Regions from separate parts of the Gossypium hirsutum genome. Here all the other regions are linked to region 1. A link is a contact called in public Hi-C data. All regions are on one chromosome and are shown on one strand. The core of a region is the stretch at or near the end of the contact, and the rest is flanking DNA. Distances in the headings are between cores, read along the strand shown.

Region 1 (2,700 bases), core at 70-2,569:
ACATGATAAGGTACTTGAGATGTTCAATGCAATTCAGCCCATTGTTCGTGAAAAACCTTCACTGAAAGCTATTAGTACTTGTCTTAATCTCCTGATTGAATCGAACCAGGTTGATTTGGCTCGAGATTTTCTGTTGAACTCGAAGAAATCTCTCAGGTTGAGACCCAATACCTGCATTTTTAACATCTTGGTTAAACATCATTGTAATAATGGAGACCTTGAATCTGCGTTTGAAGTTGTAAAGGAGATGAAAAAATCTAAGGTTTCTTATCCCAATCTGATTACTTACTCAACCTTGATAGGTGGTCTCTGTGAAAGTAGACGACTTAAAGAAGCCATCGAATTGTTTGAGGAAATGGTTGGTAAGGATCAGATATTGCCTGATGCTTTAACCTATAATTTGTTAATTAATGGCTTCTGTCGTGAAGGAAAAGTCGATCGGGCGAGAAAGATAATAGAGTTTATGAAAAACAATGGATGCAGCCCTAATTTATTCAACTACTCTGCTTTGATGAATGGCTTATGCAAGGAGGGAAGTTGGGAAGAAGCCAAACAACTTTTTGTTGAGATGAAGAGCACAGGTCTGAAACCTGATACAATTGTTTATACTACATTGATGAATTGCCTTTGTAGGGCTAGTAGAATCGATGAGGTGATGCCATTGCTTAAGGAAATGAAGGAAAACAAATGTGAAGCCGATGTTGTTACTTTAAATGTATTACTTGGTGGGTTATGCAGAGAAAGTAGGTTCCATGAGGCGCTTCAGATGCTCGAGAAGCTGCCATATGAAGGTGTTTACTTGAACAAAGCAAGTTACAGAATTGTATTGAATGCATTATGGCAGAAAGATGAAATGGAAAAGGCAGCGAAGCTGTTGGGTCTGATGTTGGATAGGGGGGTTTTTCCACATTATGCAACATCGAATGAGGTGTTGATTCAGCTTTGTAAAGCTGGAATGTTAGATGATGCAGTTACAGCATTGTTTGGATTGGCTGAAACGGGGTTTAAACCAGAACCACATTGTTGGGAGTTTCTGATTGAAATGAATTGCAAAGATAGGAAATTGCTGCCTGTTTTTGAACTACTTGATGAGTTAGTAATAAAAGAATGTACTCATAATCTTCATGTTGGTGCTACTTTTGCTTAGCCTCCTATGCATGTAAAACTATCATTGTTGAGCATTTGATTTAGTGATACGTCCATGTATTTTCTCGGTGATACTTGAATATTACCGAATTATAATTTTTTTTTATTTTTGTCTAAAATTCAGAGTACAATATATTGAAGCTGCCCCCATCTGAATTGTGTTGCAGTTAATTGGATTTTTAAGACTTCTTTTAAAAGGGAATCCTACTTTTTGTCACTCACCAATTGGTTTCGTAGCCCATTTAAAGTTAAGCCCATGAAGAACCCAATCTACATAATGGCCTTATATATCAGATCTCTGGAGTTCGGAGTTGAGATTTTTCGGAATCTGTGAGAGAGCGAGAGCGCAATGGCCTCCTCTTCCAAGAAACCCAAAGAACAGAACAAGAACAAGAAGAAGCATAAGGAGAAGAGCAACAGAACCGCTGACAAAGACGCAAAAAAATCCATTAAAAAACCAGAGAAGAAAGCAAGTGCCTCCAAAATACCTACCAAATCAAAGCCAAAGCCCGAATTAAAGCCAGACAAAAGCAAAAACAAGAGCAGCAATGGAATCCCAGTCAAGTCCCAGGTTATTGCCGACCCATCTTCAAGCTCTGAATCAGAACCCGAAGAAAACAGAAACAACTACCACAAGAACGTTAAACCCGACAGCAAAAGAAAGCGAAAGGAAGAAGTAGACGAGGAAGAAGAAGAAGCAAAGGTGTGTAGATTTCCAATGAACAGAATCAAGAGGATAATCAAGACTGAAGATTCACATATGGCTGTTTCTCAAGATGTTGTTTTTCTTGTTAACAAAGCCGCGGTAATTCCTTTTTCTTTCCCCCTTTTTTGGGGTTATTTTCCTGAATGCCTTTAGGGTTTCCTTTGAATCTTTTCCTTCCTTTTTTTAGTCTTTAAAGTCATAAAGTGGGGTTTTTTTCTCAATGTGTTTATCCTCCAAGGTTAAAGCTTGATAATCCTTTGCTGTCATTTATGGGGTCTATGTTTGGTTGAATGCATGCCTTAAATGTATTTTGAAAAGTTGGGATCTCGAAATTGCTGGTCTTAAATCATTGCTTTAATTCTGCTCAAAATTGTTGTTGTTTTTTAAATTAAAAAAAATTGGTGTTTTGTATGTTGTTTCTTCTTCTCTGTGGAATTGGTATGGTATGAGCATTGTTTGGTCGAAAGGTAATTATCACTCTGTTTCATATTGTTTATTGTCTAAATTTATTTTTGTTTTCTGCAGGAATTGTTTCTTGAAAAGTTCTGCGAAGATGGATACAAATGCTCCATTAAAGATCGCAAGAAATCACTTAGTTACAAGCACCTATGTACGTTCCTTTTTGAATCCCCCTTGTATATGTTGTTTCCTTTGCCGGTTCTATCTGACATTACTGTAGAATATTAGCATGAGCCTTGACTTACTCGACCTTACACATATTTGCTCAAACAACACTAACTATTGCCAGGATTGAAGCTTGAGATGCATTTTCGGTAAAGATAGGGGTTTTGAGTGGTTTTCTTAGATATGTTATATGTTCATAAAGATTAATATCTATTGTTACAATA
Region 2 (2,917 bases), core at 255-2,754, 470 kb after region 1:
AACTTAAATACTCAAAACTCAAAATTTCCATATTTATTATAATTTTTGAATAATTGATCCATGTGAGTTTTGTCAACATTTAATATATAAGGTCAAAATCCACCTAACAATTATTCATGGCTTTTTTTCATCAAAGTATTATATATTTACTTTTCCTTATGGTATATTTATAGCTTATACTATATAGATTTTGTTAAACTCGTACATTTGGATTACTTTCATATTGTTCTTTTATGTTATGTTGTAATTTCTTTTACATATTTTGTAATTATATTAGGTTGAAAGTGTTACGTTTTAATTATTTTTACATATTATATAATTGTATTATGTTGAAATGAATGAGGTGAAATAAACATAATTATGAAACATATAAAAATATTTTATTTGTATAATTAATATAAGAAAAATTGATAAGACAATATATGTTGTTTAATTGAAATGTTTTTTTATGATGAAAATATTTTTTATATTCATTTTATGATCATGAACACTGATTATTTTAAGATTTTTAGTTTTATCTTCTAACAATGTTATTCTTAATATTTAAACTTAAATTATCTCCCTAAAAATATCATGTATCTTACTATTACACCCTTAAATTTGTCAAATAATATAAAACAACCTACAATTTTTCCCTAAAATTTGGGTTTCTATCATAATTATCCAAATGTATTCTAATTTATTAAATTGATTATTTTAGTTAGTTATCTATGAAATAATTGATTATATGCTAACTATTTTAATTAAGAACAAGATTCATAAAGAGATAACAAGATTTTTACGTGTGAGATGTTCATTTATCTCAATAAGGTGTCCTTTTATTTCAATAAATATATTCCAATTAACAACATAAAAGGAGGAGTATTAAGATTTCTTTATTGGTAGCCTAAAAAATAGAGTTTAGTTCAGTAGAATGCTTTGCAATCTTTTTTCTTTCAACTCCCGTAATAAGGATTCATGGGTGGGGAGTCTGAATGGGCCATTTAGTCAGAAAGAAAATTTGTTCTCCTAAAATATTTTTTAAGAAATTTCAATTTTACAAAATAGAGAGAAAAGAGGGGGAGATAGAGAAAAGAGAGTATTTATATGGGATTAATAAAATAATATTTTATATTTAATTATTTTATGTAAAAATATTTTTTATAAGTACATAAATTACAATAATATAATTTTATGATATTAAGAAAATAATTTTAATTTTTTACATAAAAATATCATACAGAAGATAAAATAATCTTTTAAACTAATGTATTATTCCATATAACTAAATAAAATTATTCCATTCAATCAAACAAATATGATAATGGTAGGATCTTTTTATTCCATTTTCATCGAATTAACTTACTCTTTTTCATTTTTAAATAAGCTTTAATCATAATGGTAGTGAATGGTGTGCACTATAAACATTATACTCTACCCCTAACATTTTTCTTCTTCTGACAATCACAACTATCCAAAGTGCATATCTAGCTAGCAGTTAATTTCAAAGGCCCACGTAAGAAGAGGGCCTCAAATTTTCCACATTGACTTGACTCTTCCGGCACACTGACAATTTCATGGCCTTTCCTACACGTTATCATAAAAGGGATTTCTACAACATAAATAAATAAAAACTTGTTTAGAATGTCATGATGTTGGAAGACAATTTGCAGCTATCACATCAAAATTGCCGCTCTATCCAATTTAGATAGAATTTCAACAGCTTTTGAATCCACTCCTCCAACTCATACCTATTTCATTTACCCTTTGATTGTAATCCCATTTCTTTTAAAAGCATATATGAAAAATAGTTATTATGTAATATTTCTCCTCCAAGTATTTAAAGATTTTTATTACTTAGAAGTTTTATTTCGTTATAATTTTAGGTATTAATCGTTAACTTTGGTTAAATAAAATTTCTAAACTAATTAAATTATAACACGTGATATTTTTAATTAAATAAAAATATTTAAACCAATTAAATTATGACTAATGTTCTCAGTTTCATATAGCTAAGGATTTGGAAGTAATCGACCAATTGCGTACTCATTTACATATCCATTGCAACTAAAAGATGTATAGTCTGTAAAGTCGAATACAAACACAAGTACATTACAAGTATATATTGTATGATGAATCAAACTTGGATTTACACTTCCAGAAAGAGGAATATGTGAAAGAAAGTTGAATTACCCAAAAAACCAATTGACTAGTTACCTATAAACTTCTACCATGTCCTTTTTTTCTAAGGGTAACATGAATGGAGTGTCATATCTAAAACTACGATCTATGTTAAAAAAAGAGCGTTGCTAAGAAACAATTTGCATAATTGAATTAGTGCCTGAGATAATTTCTCTCGCCCTTCTACTTTGAAGGCTCGATGCTCTCACCACTAAATTCACCTCTTGTGAATTTAGCAAATAAAATCACAACACAGAGGTTTTACTATCACTATGCACTCATACAATAAGGTTCCTCACTTAGAACATATTAAGTATTCAATTCTCTCCATACATAAACCTATACAAATCTCTCAATTATATAGAGTTTATTGAGACTTGCTTCCATAAGAATATCTATCATAATCCCTATAAAACAGGCACATACAAGTTGAATACAGTAGAATAAAAACAAACAAGATAAACAAATATTCTTCGCAACTAAGTCTTTAGTGGTCTAATCCAATCCAAGTTTTTTTTATTCAAGGGATTAGATAAGGGTAATCTTATTCAATCCAATCACCAATAAATGATTCCCCATGTGATATGATCTTCCATAATGGGCTAGATATCATCCATATATTCATCATAGCCTAAATAGTCATTTCAATAAATTCTCAACACATTAAATATGGAAATTATCTCCATATAGATTTAGTAGGCAGTGGAGTGGGTACTCCCTCTAGCATCAAATTGTCAATGTCTTAATTTTCAACAGT
Region 3 (2,819 bases), core at 55-2,554, 500 kb after region 1:
CATCTATACAGAAAAAAAAAATAAAAAATTAGCATCAAAGTCTCCCAATAACACAAATGTAAACAGATAATGATTTTTACCTTGTTGCAACAGCAAATCATTTGCTTGACACCAAGGGTAAAAGCAAGCAAAGCATGCTCACGAGTCTGACCATCCTTGGAGATACCAGCCTCAAAACCACCAGTGGTGGAATCAATAATCAAAACAGCACAATCAGCCTGCGAGGTACCAGTAATCATGTTCTTGATAAAGTCACGGTGTCCAGGCGCATCAATCACAGTGCAGTAGTATTTGGTCGTCTCAAATTTCCACAAGGCAATATCAATGGTGATACCACGCTCACGTTCAGCCTTGAGCTTGTCAAGCACCCAAGCATACTTGAATGACCTCTTGTTCATCTCCGCAGCTTCTTTCTCAAACCTTTCAATCACACGCTTGTCAATACCACCAAGCTTGTAGATCAGGTGGCCAGTGGTGGTCGATTTTCCGGAATCGACGTGGCCAATGACCACAATGTTAATGTGACTCTTTTCCTTACCCATTCTGATTCACTGTGCAAAACCACAAGAACAAAAAGAGGGGAACAGTTAAAATCAAAATACTAAAAGAAAAGTACATATGAAATTTCACATGGATCATAAATGTAAATATTTTAAAAGCTGCTAGAAAGAAAATCTCTAAACCCAGAGCTAGGCTGATTAAAATTCATAACTCAGAGATGAAGAAAGACGTGGTCTCAACCAAGCTTATGTTGAGCAATAATAAAACGAGCATTTGAGAAGACAAGTTGTTTGCCCAAGGCAAACAGTATCATTCCGAAAAAGCGAAGTAAACACAAACACCAAAATAATTTCCGATCACCTTATTATCTTAGATTCGATCCAATAAAAACAAGATCTATCGCGAAATCAACATTGAAAGAGAAAAAAATCGAACCTCAAAAATACAGATTAAAATCAACACACAAATCATAAATCTCAATGCAAGATGAATCCATATATATAAACAAAGCTTCAAATCATCGCCTTAGATAAAAAATAATAGAAGAAAAGAAAGGATAATGAGATGAGACTACTCGCCTTGAAATCGATGTCACAAGTGCAGTAGACGGCGAAGGAAGGAACAATAAAATGAAAATGAAGAATTGGGGCAAGCGGCAAGGGCTCTGCCTGCTATATATATTGAGAAAAAGCAACAAGAGCTAGGGTTAGGGTTACACAAGGAGATTCAATTAAGGCAGTTTTACGAAATTGTCCTTGTATTTGGTTTGATTGACTACAGTTAAAGCCATGGGTTCTCTGGGAACTTCGTGGACACTATCGAAACTACTGGCGAAACGCTGTCATTTGTATTTTACTTAAATTTATTAATTAACTTTTTTGCGTCACTATTTACCCATTTAATTATTTAATTATAATTAATTAATTATTTCTCTTAATTAGAGTAATTATTATTTAAAAATATACAATTATTTTTTGAAATGATTATACAATTAATTTTATCTATTTCATGTAATATAAAATAATTAAAATGTTTTATAATAAGATATTACTTATCTATAAATTGTAATAGTTTAAATAATTGTTAAGGGCCCGGGTAGCTGGCCGATTAATTATTTCACAATAATATAAGTATTTCAAATATAAAATATTTATCAACTATGAAATAATTTATTCTTTACTTTGTAGCATGCTTTTCTTTGCTTTATAGCACGTTTTTCTTTTTTTTCTTTTTTCTAGTTTCATTGCTCTCTATGTCCACCATTGTTAAAGGATGGTGGATGTGGAAGAGAACATGGCCGATCTATCCCATGGGATGAGAAGGATGAGGTGTTGCAGTTGGGTACGGAGAAACCAGATTTAGTGGTCTCTTTTGATAATTGTTTTGTGGGCTCTTTTCTAACGTTAAGTGTGGTTAATTTTCAGTCAATGCAAACGACTTTGGCAAACATTTGGCATTCGATCGAGGGTATTTCAATTTCTAATAAGAATGAAAGAAGGTATCTTTTTCGATTATATCATACGGTGGATGTAAAGATAATTAAGGCTGAAGGACCATGGAATTTCAATTCTCATCTTCTCATTATGCACCAGTTAAAAGATGGGGACGAACCAATGGTTGTGCCACTGTTTACTGTAGATTTTTGGGTTCTAATCCATGATCTACCAGATGGGTTCATGCCCGAGATGGTGGCAAAACAGCTAGGTAATTTTATTGGGGTGTTCCTTGAGTATGATGTGAAAGTTGTTTCATTGGGGTATAAAGGAATAATGCGAGTTAGAGTTCGACTTGATATTCGAAAATTGCTAAAGTGTGAGCAGTAGGTAATTTTATTGGGGTGTTCCTTAAGTATGATGTGAAAGTTGTTTCATTGGGGTATAAAGGAATAACGCGAGTTAGAATTTGACTTGATATTAGAAAACCACTAAAGTGTAAGAAAAAGTTTGTGTTGCTAAATGGGAGGCAGGTTTATGCGAGATTTGAGTATGGAAAGCTCACAATTTTTTACTTTCTTTGTGGCAAACTTGGTCATGAGGAAAGTTTTTGTCTTATTAGGATTCTCTCGATAATTCAAGTAACTTTATCATGATAACAGTTAACGATGTGGCACCCGATGCCTAGCAGTAAACCACAGAGAAAGTTGTGTCAAGTGCTAGTCAGATTATCTGACGGTAATAATTTGAGCCTAGCTCTAGTTGGATAAACCAACAATATTTGCACCCAGTGCTAGTCAGATTGACTGACGATTGTAATTTTGAGCCCAGCTCTAGTTGGATAAACCAACAATATTTGCACTCAGTGCTAGTCGAATTAACCGA

Evidence for each region. Hi-C and Micro-C count contacts between places; a contact is called where the count stands out from the background.
Region 2: a contact with region 1 is called in a Hi-C map of leaf, with 2.5 times the contacts expected there. The contact joins the enhancer-like site here to the promoter of LOC107953224 in region 1. A contact is called at or near these places in 2 of 34 Hi-C or Micro-C datasets (both in leaf).
Region 3: a contact with region 1 is called in a Hi-C map of leaf, with 2.6 times the contacts expected there. The contact joins the promoter of LOC121232219 here to the promoter of LOC107953224 in region 1. A contact is called at or near these places in 3 of 34 Hi-C or Micro-C datasets (fibers and leaf).

The regions. Positions count from the first base shown.
Region 1 is chrA07:23,121,495-23,124,194 of Gossypium_hirsutum_v2.1, reverse strand. LOC107953224 (DNA polymerase epsilon subunit C) reads left to right here and starts at 1,319. Exons shown (of 4, transcript XM_041117780.1): 1 at 1,319-1,951; 2 at 2,378-2,462. The coding sequence starts at 1,496. LOC107953223 (pentatricopeptide repeat-containing protein At5g18475) reads left to right here. Exons shown (of 2, transcript XM_016888460.2): 1 at 1-362; 2 at 429-1,279. The coding sequence ends at 1,147.
Region 2 is chrA07:22,649,383-22,652,299 of Gossypium_hirsutum_v2.1, reverse strand. No RefSeq gene overlaps it. Among protein-coding and RNA genes, the nearest start is that of LOC107956518, 8.5 kb to the left of the region's middle. Within about 2 kb of position 1,504, at least 1 of the 9 cell types and tissues checked has an H3K27ac peak or open chromatin away from gene starts, as enhancers often do. A contact at or near this core is called in leaf, where this site is marked.
Region 3 is chrA07:22,618,377-22,621,195 of Gossypium_hirsutum_v2.1, reverse strand. It overlaps LOC121232219 (elongation factor 1-alpha), which reads right to left and starts at 1,304. Exons shown (of 3, transcript XM_041117778.1): 1 at 1,080-1,304; 2 at 81-551; 3 at 1-3. The coding sequence starts at 542.